Regions from separate parts of the Mus musculus genome. Here region 2 is linked to region 1. A link is a contact called in public Micro-C data. All regions are on one chromosome and are shown on one strand. The core of a region is the stretch at or near the end of the contact, and the rest is flanking DNA. Distances in the headings are between cores, read along the strand shown.

Region 1 (4,727 bases), core at 965-3,464:
ACCTCAGAAAGATCATTTAGGAAAGGCAAACATGGAGCCAGATTATGCTGCGAGGACTCGACTTTGTCCTGGGAGCACTAAGGAACCACTAATTCCTTTGGCCAAATGAAGATAGAAACACACCTTCAAGAGACCATACGTTAAGGATGAAGCACACAGGCGGTGAGTGAGAGGCAGCAACAGTGGCAGGAAACTGGTCGAGATGGCATTATAGCACAGAATAGCTGATGTGAATGACTTCAGTGACCTGGGGGTGGGAGGGGGGGTGTCTGGGGGTGATTCTGAAACAGAGGAAAAGGTAACAGCCATGTCCAGAGTGCTGGCTCAGGCACCACGATAGGCAGAGCACCATTAAGGTGGGATTCGAGAAAGAGGTTGCTTTCTTAAGGCGGGGGTGGGGTGGGGTGTGTCTGTGAATCTGGCTTTGGATATCAGAGTTTGAAATCTGCAGCTCAGCAGTTATAAACGCTCGCTGTTCTTCCAGAGGGCTCAGTTCATCCATGTGCCAATTCATAACCACTTATTATGAGCTCCAGGTGATCTAACACTGGTTTCGGGCCTCCGTGGGCACCAGTACACACGTGGCATCCACGAAGACATTTTCTTTTTTAAGAAGGGACATCTAACAAACAGTTGGAGAGCTCCAGGAAAGATGTACAGGTTTGGGAGTTACCTCGAGGCAACTAAAAATACCAGACTGGATAAGAAATCTAAGACTTTAGAAGACGTTATCTTCTGATAACCAAAAGTTAAGCGGTTTTCATTTAGAGCGTCTATCAAATCCTTAAAAAAAAAAAAAAACCTACCATGATCACAGGCCACAAGTTAGCAGTAGTGAGCGGTCACCTACATGAACAAACTGTAGAGAATCCTGGATGACACCCACGTGTCTGAAAAGGAAGGCGAAGGGGACAAGGGGACCCACCATGGCTGTCAAAAACACAACAAAGAGTTCTCAGCCAAAAGTGAGTGGTTAGTTATGACACAAGATAGGGTGTGAAACGAATACTGTAATTGACAAAACCATCAGTGACCTACGGATCTTATTTACAACAATCTTACCAAGTGCTTAGGACTAGAGTCCCCAGCACAGTGCTGGGTGGTAATGCAAGATCAGGTGGAAACTGAGCAGAAATTACTTAAAGAGAGAGAGAGAGAGAGAGAGAGAGGGAGAGAGAGAGAGAAGTTTGGGAAAGGCTGTCACTTGCAGTCATTCTGAGGGTCTTCCCAGTTTCCTCATTACCTAGCCCCAAGGCCAGACATCTCTGTACACACATCTCTGGGTCAGTTCTGACAAACTCTAAAAATAACTATCTCAAGGTTGCTCCAAGGAGTCAGACAAGACAATGCTCATGGCACAGGACCCGCCAGAATGGCTTGGATACAGCTTGCCTTGCTGAGAAAACAGCGATCAGGAGAAACGGACAAAGGAAGAATCCAGCAGGGACCCTGAGAAAGGTGGGAAGCACGGAACGGAGGGAACTTTCTCACTCTTTCATTTCCCCTGTCAGACAGCAAAGATGGACAGGCAAGATCGCCCAGTTGGTTAAGGCACTTGCCACCGAGCTTTACAAACTCTACCAGAGTTCCATCCCGCGAACCACAAGGCTGGAAGCATGGAACAGACTGCCCCAAGTTGCCTTCTAAACTCTACACGTGCCCCGTGGAATCCACGCGCTCGCGGCCCCCACCCCAACACAAAGTAAGAAAAATCCAATAGAAACATTTAAAAAGCAAAGGGCGGTTCAAGAATTGGGAGTTGCAGGGAGAGCCCCGGGGCAGCAAGCGACACTGTGCAGAGGGCCCGATGCAAGGAGCGCGTCCCACAGCACTTGACCTCCCGTGGCCCGGGTCCCCGCTCACCAGTAGGTTTTCCACGTTGATGGGGTCTCGGCAACGCCGGCGCACCGTTTCCTGCGCCGGGTCCACCAGCAGGCTGGGCTGTCTCCGCGCCGTCCGCTGCTGACTCATGCTGTCCCGCGCCCCTCGCGCCCCACGCGCCCTCCCGCCTTCCCCGGAGGCTCGGCGCGCGCGTTCCCGGCCCCTTCAGCGCCGCCCGCTCCACCCACGGAGCACTGCGGCTCCACCCACGAAGCGCCGCGGTCCCACTCGCGCAGCGATGAGCCCAGGCGCAGAGGGGGTCAGGGTAGGCTCGGAGGGGACCAGGGTGACCGCGGAGGCGCTCAGGTTCCCTGGCCGGCCATCTTTCCGCATGCGCAGTGCACCCGCGTTTGCACATGCGCAGCGCCGTCCGTTAGATCTCCCGCGCACACCGGTCCTCGCCCGCTGCCGACGCCCGGGTGTTCCGGAGGATGGATCCTTGGAGAGGATGGCGGCGGCGGGGGGTGGGGGTGTGTGTGGTGGGATGGGTTGGGGGAAGAAAAGAGGTGGAGCAGGGATTCCGGGGGATCGGAGCAGGCGCTCTCTAGTCCCAACCAGCGGACTGCAGGTTCTGAGTGCCCCGGGGCGATGATGGTGGGGCTCCCATCAGTCATCTAAAGGTGCTTAGCACATGCTCATGAAACAAGCCATCTTGGAGGGACCAGAAGGTGCAAGCTTCAAAGCCAAGCTCCACAGAGGCCCAGGCAGGGAGATCACGTGTTTGAATTCGAAGTCAGCTAAAGTTCGTAGTGAGAGTAGAATTTGTCCCAAAACCACAAACTTTACCCTCTATATCAGTTTTATTTTATTTTATTTTTGGTTTGGTTTTCCGAGACAGGGTTTCTCTGTGTAGCCGAACTCAGAAATCCGCCTGCCTCTGCCTCCCAAGTGGGATTAAAGGCGTGTACCACCACTGCCCGGCTCTGTATCAGTTTTTGATTACTTATTATTATATCAGGTATTGGGCTGGCTCAAGAAGATACTGTTTTGAATATAATAGACTGGATATCAGAATCCAATGGAGGAGAAAGATAAAACAGTTTAACGGGCTGGGAGAGGAGCACTGGCTAAGTTTAGGAGAACTTCCAGAGGACCTGAGTTCAATTCCCATCACCCACAGGGTGGCTCACAACCATATGTTACCTCCAGGCCCAGGGGGATTTAATGCTCTTTTTCTGGTCTCCACAGGCACCAGGCACGGACATGTTAACATGTTAGACAGTCATACATGTAGGCAAAACTTCTATGCACAGAAACTAAATTAGAAAGAGAAAAGAAAAGAGAAGTAAGTGACCTGGAGCCATAGGTATCTTTTCAAATTGTAAGGTCTTAAGCCAGTTTCTAAAAGTCGTTCTGTGCCTTAGTTTCTAAATTTGTAATGTGGAGAGTTCTTACTGATCGAAGTTACTAGCTTGTTCTCTCAAAAACCTGTCTCTGTAAAATTGCCCCAGTAAACTGCCACCTCCCTTTCTTAAGTAGCTTCTTTCCTGCCCTGTTCTCTTGTGAGTTGGGCATATCCTCTGACTCATTCTGTCAAATCTTTCTCTGATTCCTCACTTTGTCTGCCCTTAGTTAGATGCTACTTTTAAACATGTCTGCTTTCTTCTAAAAACCAACCTTACCTTCATTGCTAGGGATTAAAGGGTGTATGAAGGTGTCTGTATTCCAGCCAGAATGTACTATAATCCAGAGAGTGTCTGCATTTGGCCAGATCATGTAGACTTAGAGAGTCTTGGATGTGATCCCTTGTCAGAGTAGCCATGATGCTGGATTAAAATTCCTTTGCAGTGTGGTTTGATGTTTCGCCTGCCTGCATGTCTGTGTGTGGACACCATGTTCTCTGACACTAGAATTACAGACAGTTGTAAGCCACCAGGTGGTTGCTGGGTATTAAACCTGGGTTCTCTGGAAGAACAGTCAGTGCTCTTAACCACTGAGCCATCTCTTTGGCCCCTTTCACTTATTTTTAAATTATGTGTGTGTATGGGTTTGTGCACATGAACTGCAATGCTTTCAGAGGCTTGAGGCTTCTGGCTCCCCAGGAGCTGAAGTTGCAAATGGCTAGAGATGGATGCTTTGGCCCTCTTGGAAAGGCAGAAGTGCTCTTAACTCCAGAGCCACAGCTCTAGCCGCTATGTGTTTGAATGAAAGGGTAACACAATGCGCAACTTCCAGGCTGGAAGGAAGCTGCGGGAGTGAGACCTGGGACTTAGTGAGGGCGGAAGAGGCTTTTGGAAGAAGTTGGCTCCCACTAGATTTTACATTTCTAGGGGTCCGATACCATCTTAAGGGGGGGGGGTGTGTCAGAGGTCTTTGATCCTCTTGGGATCTCCAGTGTTAAGCTTGGAGCATGGCAGGTAGCAAGCGCTCAGTAAATGTTTGCCGAAGATTGGTAGAAGTAGAATACAACTGTGGAGAGGTCATCTCTAGAAGAGAAAGAGCACATTTTATGCACGAGTGGAGAGTTTCTCAGAGCAACTAGGAAAGACTCTACCACAAGGAGTTCGGAGAGATCCAATGCTGGAAAACAGGCATGGCTAATTTTAAGACCCCTTTCTCCATCCTCTGTTGAATGCCAAACCCTCTCTATACCTTTGTTCATGTGACTCTCATTTCAGATCTGAAGGTATGACCAAGCATGGTAGTGTATGCTCAGAATAACAACACTCTGGACACTGAAGTAGGACCACCAGATGCTAGAGATCAGCCAGGGTTACATAGCGAGAGACCATGTCTTAAACAACCAAAGCAACAACAAAATACAAGTTTCTGCTGCCAGCAAGTCCTGAAGAATAGTTTTCTTCCCAGTTTACAGATCAGAAAATCGAAGATCAGTAAGATTACAA
Region 2 (4,419 bases), core at 1,384-3,883, 250 kb before region 1:
CTCCATTGGGAGCCCTGTGATCCATCCATTAGCTGACTGTGAGCATCCACTTCTGTGTTTGCTAGGCCCCAGCATAGTCTCACAAGAGACACCTACATCTGGGTCCTTTCGATAAAATCTTGCTAGTGTATGCAATGGTGTCAGCGTTTGGATGCTGATTATGGGGTGGATCCCTGGATATGGCAGTCTCTACATGGTCCATCCTTTCATCTCAGCTCCAAACTGAGACACTAATTCTTCACAGGCTGGAGAGGAACATGATGACAGGATCCTAGAATCCGATCCCAGCTCGTGTTAGTGCACGAAATCACAGACCCAGGCCTAAACCAGAGGAATTAAACTAGACACCCATGTGTAGTAGAAAATAAAGCCAGCATTTGAAGTCTCTAGTGAAAAGGTCAGCTTCTTTTAAAATAATATCCCTTTGTACTTTGACAATTTTGTATATGTAAACAATGTATCTTGGTAGTATCCATCCCTCACCTTCCTGTCTCCACTCCATCTGACACTCCCAAATACCAAATACGTAAGATCAACTTTTAAAAAAATATACGCTTATGAGGTTCTCCTGTATGCATGCATTCTTAGTTCCTACAGAACCCAAAAGACAAAGTAGGATCCCAGGAATAAGTTGTTACTGCTGGTTGTAAATGGCCATGTGGATGCTGGGAATTGAAGCCAGGACCTTTACAAGAACAGCAAGTGCTCTTAACCACGGAGCCACCTCTCCAGTCCCAAGAACAGCTTTTTAAAAAGTGAAATGATTATATATGCATAAACATTAGACTAATACAAGACTGGGTTCACTTCTCCAAAATATATATACACACAAAAGTCTTCATAGAACAAAACATAGGTAAAGTCCAAACCTGGAAGCTTTCTTAGCAATGCCTCAGCCTTGTGAGGTGCGCACACCCATAATCCCCACAGTTGAGAGGCTGAGGCAGTGTAGTAGAGTCAAGAGTAGCCTGGGCTATATAGTGCGAGCTTGTCAGGAAGAAAATCACAAAATGCCAACTGTGTGAGGTGGCAGCAAACAGTGGGCGTGGCACAAGGAAGTGGAAGCTCAGAGAACTTGTCTTGAACTACAAACACAAACCAGAGAAAAAGAATAGGACGTGCCCTGAGATTTAAACTCCCAAAGCCCGTCCCTGGTGACGCACTTCCTTCAGTAACGCTGCACCGCCGAAAACTCCCCAAAGAGGATAACCAAGTGTTCAAATATCTGAGCCTGTGGGCAACATTTCTCACTCAAACGGTCGCACAAACAACAGAAAAGCAGTAGCTCAAAATCCAGAAAAAAAAAATGAATGAAAGATTAACTCAAGTACATTTACATTTACACATGAAAAAGTAGAAAAGTCAGGTAGGTGGGGTGTCTCAGAACCGCAGAGGTGGAGGTAGAAGAAACTGGAGTTCAAAGTTTGACTCACCTATGTAGAAAGTTCAAAGCCAGCCTGGGTTTCTTGAGATCCTGTCTAAAGTAATTAAACAAACACGTACATAAACAAACAAAATTTGTAAATAAATCTGAGGGATAGGTTTTCCCTCAAAGGCAAGACAAACTCCCAATGTCACCATCACAGCCCTGTCATAGTGGAAGAGACTCAAACACTGATCTAATAAAATGGGTGGCAGTTTCAGAAAGAGCACAAACTGATGCTGAGCTGTGACATGCCTTAGTATGGGCTCTGTACCCCACATGTGGGCATTTATTGTTAATAAGCAAGGAGACAGTTGATCTAAGAAAGGAAAGCGGGTGCTCATTCATTAATTCATTCATTTAATGATGTGTGTGTACACGTGTCTGTGAATCTGTGGGTATGGACGCACATTGTGTGTGCGGATGCCTGAGTCTCTGTGGAGCAGGGTTACAGGTGTTTGTGAACCACGTGATGTGAGTGCTCATATCCAAGGCGTACAATTTAGCAGCAAGCATTCATGACCGCAGCCATTTCTCCAGCACCCTGTACTTACAATTTTTTTTTCAAATTAAAGGAAAGTAATAAAATATTAACTATTGTTACTTACAGGAGAGCTGAGGGGAAGTGAAAACAAAGTTAGAAGTCCTTGAAGGTGGCTGTTTTATAGCTTTGATAGCAATATTTTACATCTTTTAAAGTAGCACTAAGCTTCAAAGAGCATTCCTTTCACATCAACAGGAGAATGGAACCTACAAACTTCACTGTTCCTGGGGTGTGGCCTCTCCTTGGGCCAGGCAGTAACCCATCCGGTTTTAAAAAGCAGTCTTAGCCACCCACCTAGTGGGGTAGAACCTCTGAACAAAGGAGCTAGCTGCCCTCTTTGAAAGGAAAAAAATAAGTGCAAACCTTTTGCTTTTCATTGTTGGCAGTAAGTACGGTTCTCGAACTATTATGGAACCTATGTGGGGTTTTGCAGAATAAAGGATGGGGTATGGTTAAGAGGCAGTCAGTAGATCTTGCGTTCTTTGGAATAGAATGAGGAGGGGCAGATGTAAGATCCACGAGTTTAACAAAAACTGTGCGGGTCTGTAATTTGCTAGCTCTTCCCACTGAAAACAATGACTAATCCCAGAGTAATAAGCACCCAGCACAAGATTGTGGTCCTAAGTACTAATTCCTATCTTCGTGAGTCAGGAATCCTTAGAGAGTGGTTTCCAGGCAGGATGGAGCGTCTTGCCATTCCAGAGGCCCGGAAGTTATCAGGGAAAACTGGGGCCAGGCAGTACCGCAGCGTGAGCCTGAAAAGTCACCTATTGGCCAGTGATGAGTTTGAACATCAATGTGACTCCTAATTTCAAAGGCTTAATGTGCATCAGATAGGTTTGAGTCAGAAGATTATAATGGTGGTAAAAAAAAAAACAAAACAAAAGAACAACAACAACAACAAAAAAAACCCAAACAACTGAAAGGCTGGCTGTGTGGGAGACATTGGAATATGTCCCCCACCTACACAGTGATTGCTCCTGCAGAGTCTGTCCCATAAAGCTGAGCTTTCAGGGGATGGCTTGGAAGGTAAGCATGGTTCATAATCAAGTTCAGCTCTTAGTTCAAAACAACCACCATATACCATGTAGGCAAGGGAGGACCTGCCCCCAGAGTGCTCTGGACAGCACCCACAGGAGCCAGGGTAGACAGAGGCACCCTGTCCTTTGCAGGGAAAGAGCCGATCCTTAGCACAGAGACAGAAAAGTAAAATTATGTCTGTGGAGCTGCAGAGGTGGCTCAGCAGTTAAGAACAGTTGCTTTTCTTTTCTAAGGACCCAAGTTCAGTTCCCAGAATCCACATGGTGGGTCACAGCCACCTATGACTCCCGGCTCCAGGGATTTGTTATCTCTGGCCTCTGAAGGCACCAGCATTCACATGTACATGCCCACATATATGTACACACACATACACATACTTTGGGATTTATTTTCTTTCTTTCTTTCTTTCTTTTTGTTTGTTTGTTTGTTTGTTTATTCTTCAAGACAGGTTTCTCTGTGTGTAGCCCTGGCTATCCTGGAACTCTCTTTGTAGACCAGGCTGGCCTCAAACTCAAGAGAGTCACTGCCTCTGCCTCCCGAGTGTGGGATTAAAGGCACGTGTCACCACCACCGGGCTTGATTTTTAATTTTTAATTTCCCAGGAAGAAATAACTCTGATGTTCCTAAGTGTCACCCACTATAAGACTCAAGCCAAAACCATCACAAGCCATACACAGCAAAAGAGTATGATATATTCAGAGGACACAGGTAACTAGAAGATGGTCTCCTGACACTCAGGGAGCATCGTGGACCACAGGATGGGAAGAGGGCCAGGGAAAGCGGTCTCCAGGATGTGTCATGGCGGCCACACTCACCATCACACAGCAGCTCTGGCTACCTGCCCAAGACCTACACAAGTCCAAGCCAGTCAAAACTCCAGCAAAGACAGGGGAGTGGCTCACCAGGCTCCACCTCCCGTGAGGAGTTATAGGTGGGTGACTGCTGCTGGAGTCACTTTTCTCCAGCTGGTAAGTTACCCAAACTCTAGCATCTAGCTCCAAATCCTTACATGGGCAAGCAGCCATTAAACTCAGAGGGTCATTAAAAGGGGGGTGTGCTGAGAAGAAGGGGGAATTAGAGAGGTGAATATGATAGAAGTACTTGTGTGTGTGTGTGTGTGTGTGTGTGTGTGTATAAAATACAGAATTAATATTTTAAGTTATGATTTGGCAGAGGAAAAAGTAAGTTAAAAAATATTTCCAGAACTAGAAAAGTGGCTCAGAGGGTAAAGATGACTACTGCCAAGCTTCAAGACTGGAGGTGGGGACTCAGTAACACTTAGCATCAAGTGGGATGCTAAGAATCTTCTCCTGGATACCTTATCTAAGAGCACTTATACAAAGTGATTGTTGGATTTTGTAGATTCTTCTTCCTCATCTTTAGAGATCAACCTATAGCTTTGTCTCCTTTA

The links. A called contact is a pair of places that touch in the nucleus more often than the background predicts.
Region 2: a contact with region 1 is called in a Micro-C map of the HL-1 cell line, with 2.8 times the contacts expected there. The contact joins the enhancer-like site here to the promoter of E2f6 in region 1. A contact is called at or near these places in 11 of 39 promoter capture datasets (the 3T3-L1 cell line, 3T3-L1-derived adipocytes, the C10 cell line and 6 more), 5 of 484 Hi-C or Micro-C datasets (the 3T3-L1 cell line, B cells, the HL-1 cell line and 2 more), 1 of 115 datasets of contacts at active chromatin or transcription factors (bone marrow-derived macrophages) and 2 of 9 other capture datasets (adipose tissue and liver).

The regions. Positions count from the first base shown.
Region 1 is chr12:16,808,452-16,813,178 of GRCm38.p6, reverse strand. It overlaps E2f6 (E2F transcription factor 6), which reads right to left and starts at 2,214. Exons shown (of 7, transcript NM_033270.2): 1 at 1,864-2,214. The coding sequence starts at 1,971.
Region 2 is chr12:17,055,400-17,059,818 of GRCm38.p6, reverse strand. No RefSeq gene overlaps it. Among named protein-coding and RNA genes, the nearest start is that of 2410004P03Rik, 46 kb to the right of the region's middle. Within about 2 kb of position 2,633, at least 14 of the 459 cell types and tissues checked have an H3K27ac peak or open chromatin away from gene starts, as enhancers often do. A contact at or near this core is called in the HL-1 cell line, where this site is marked.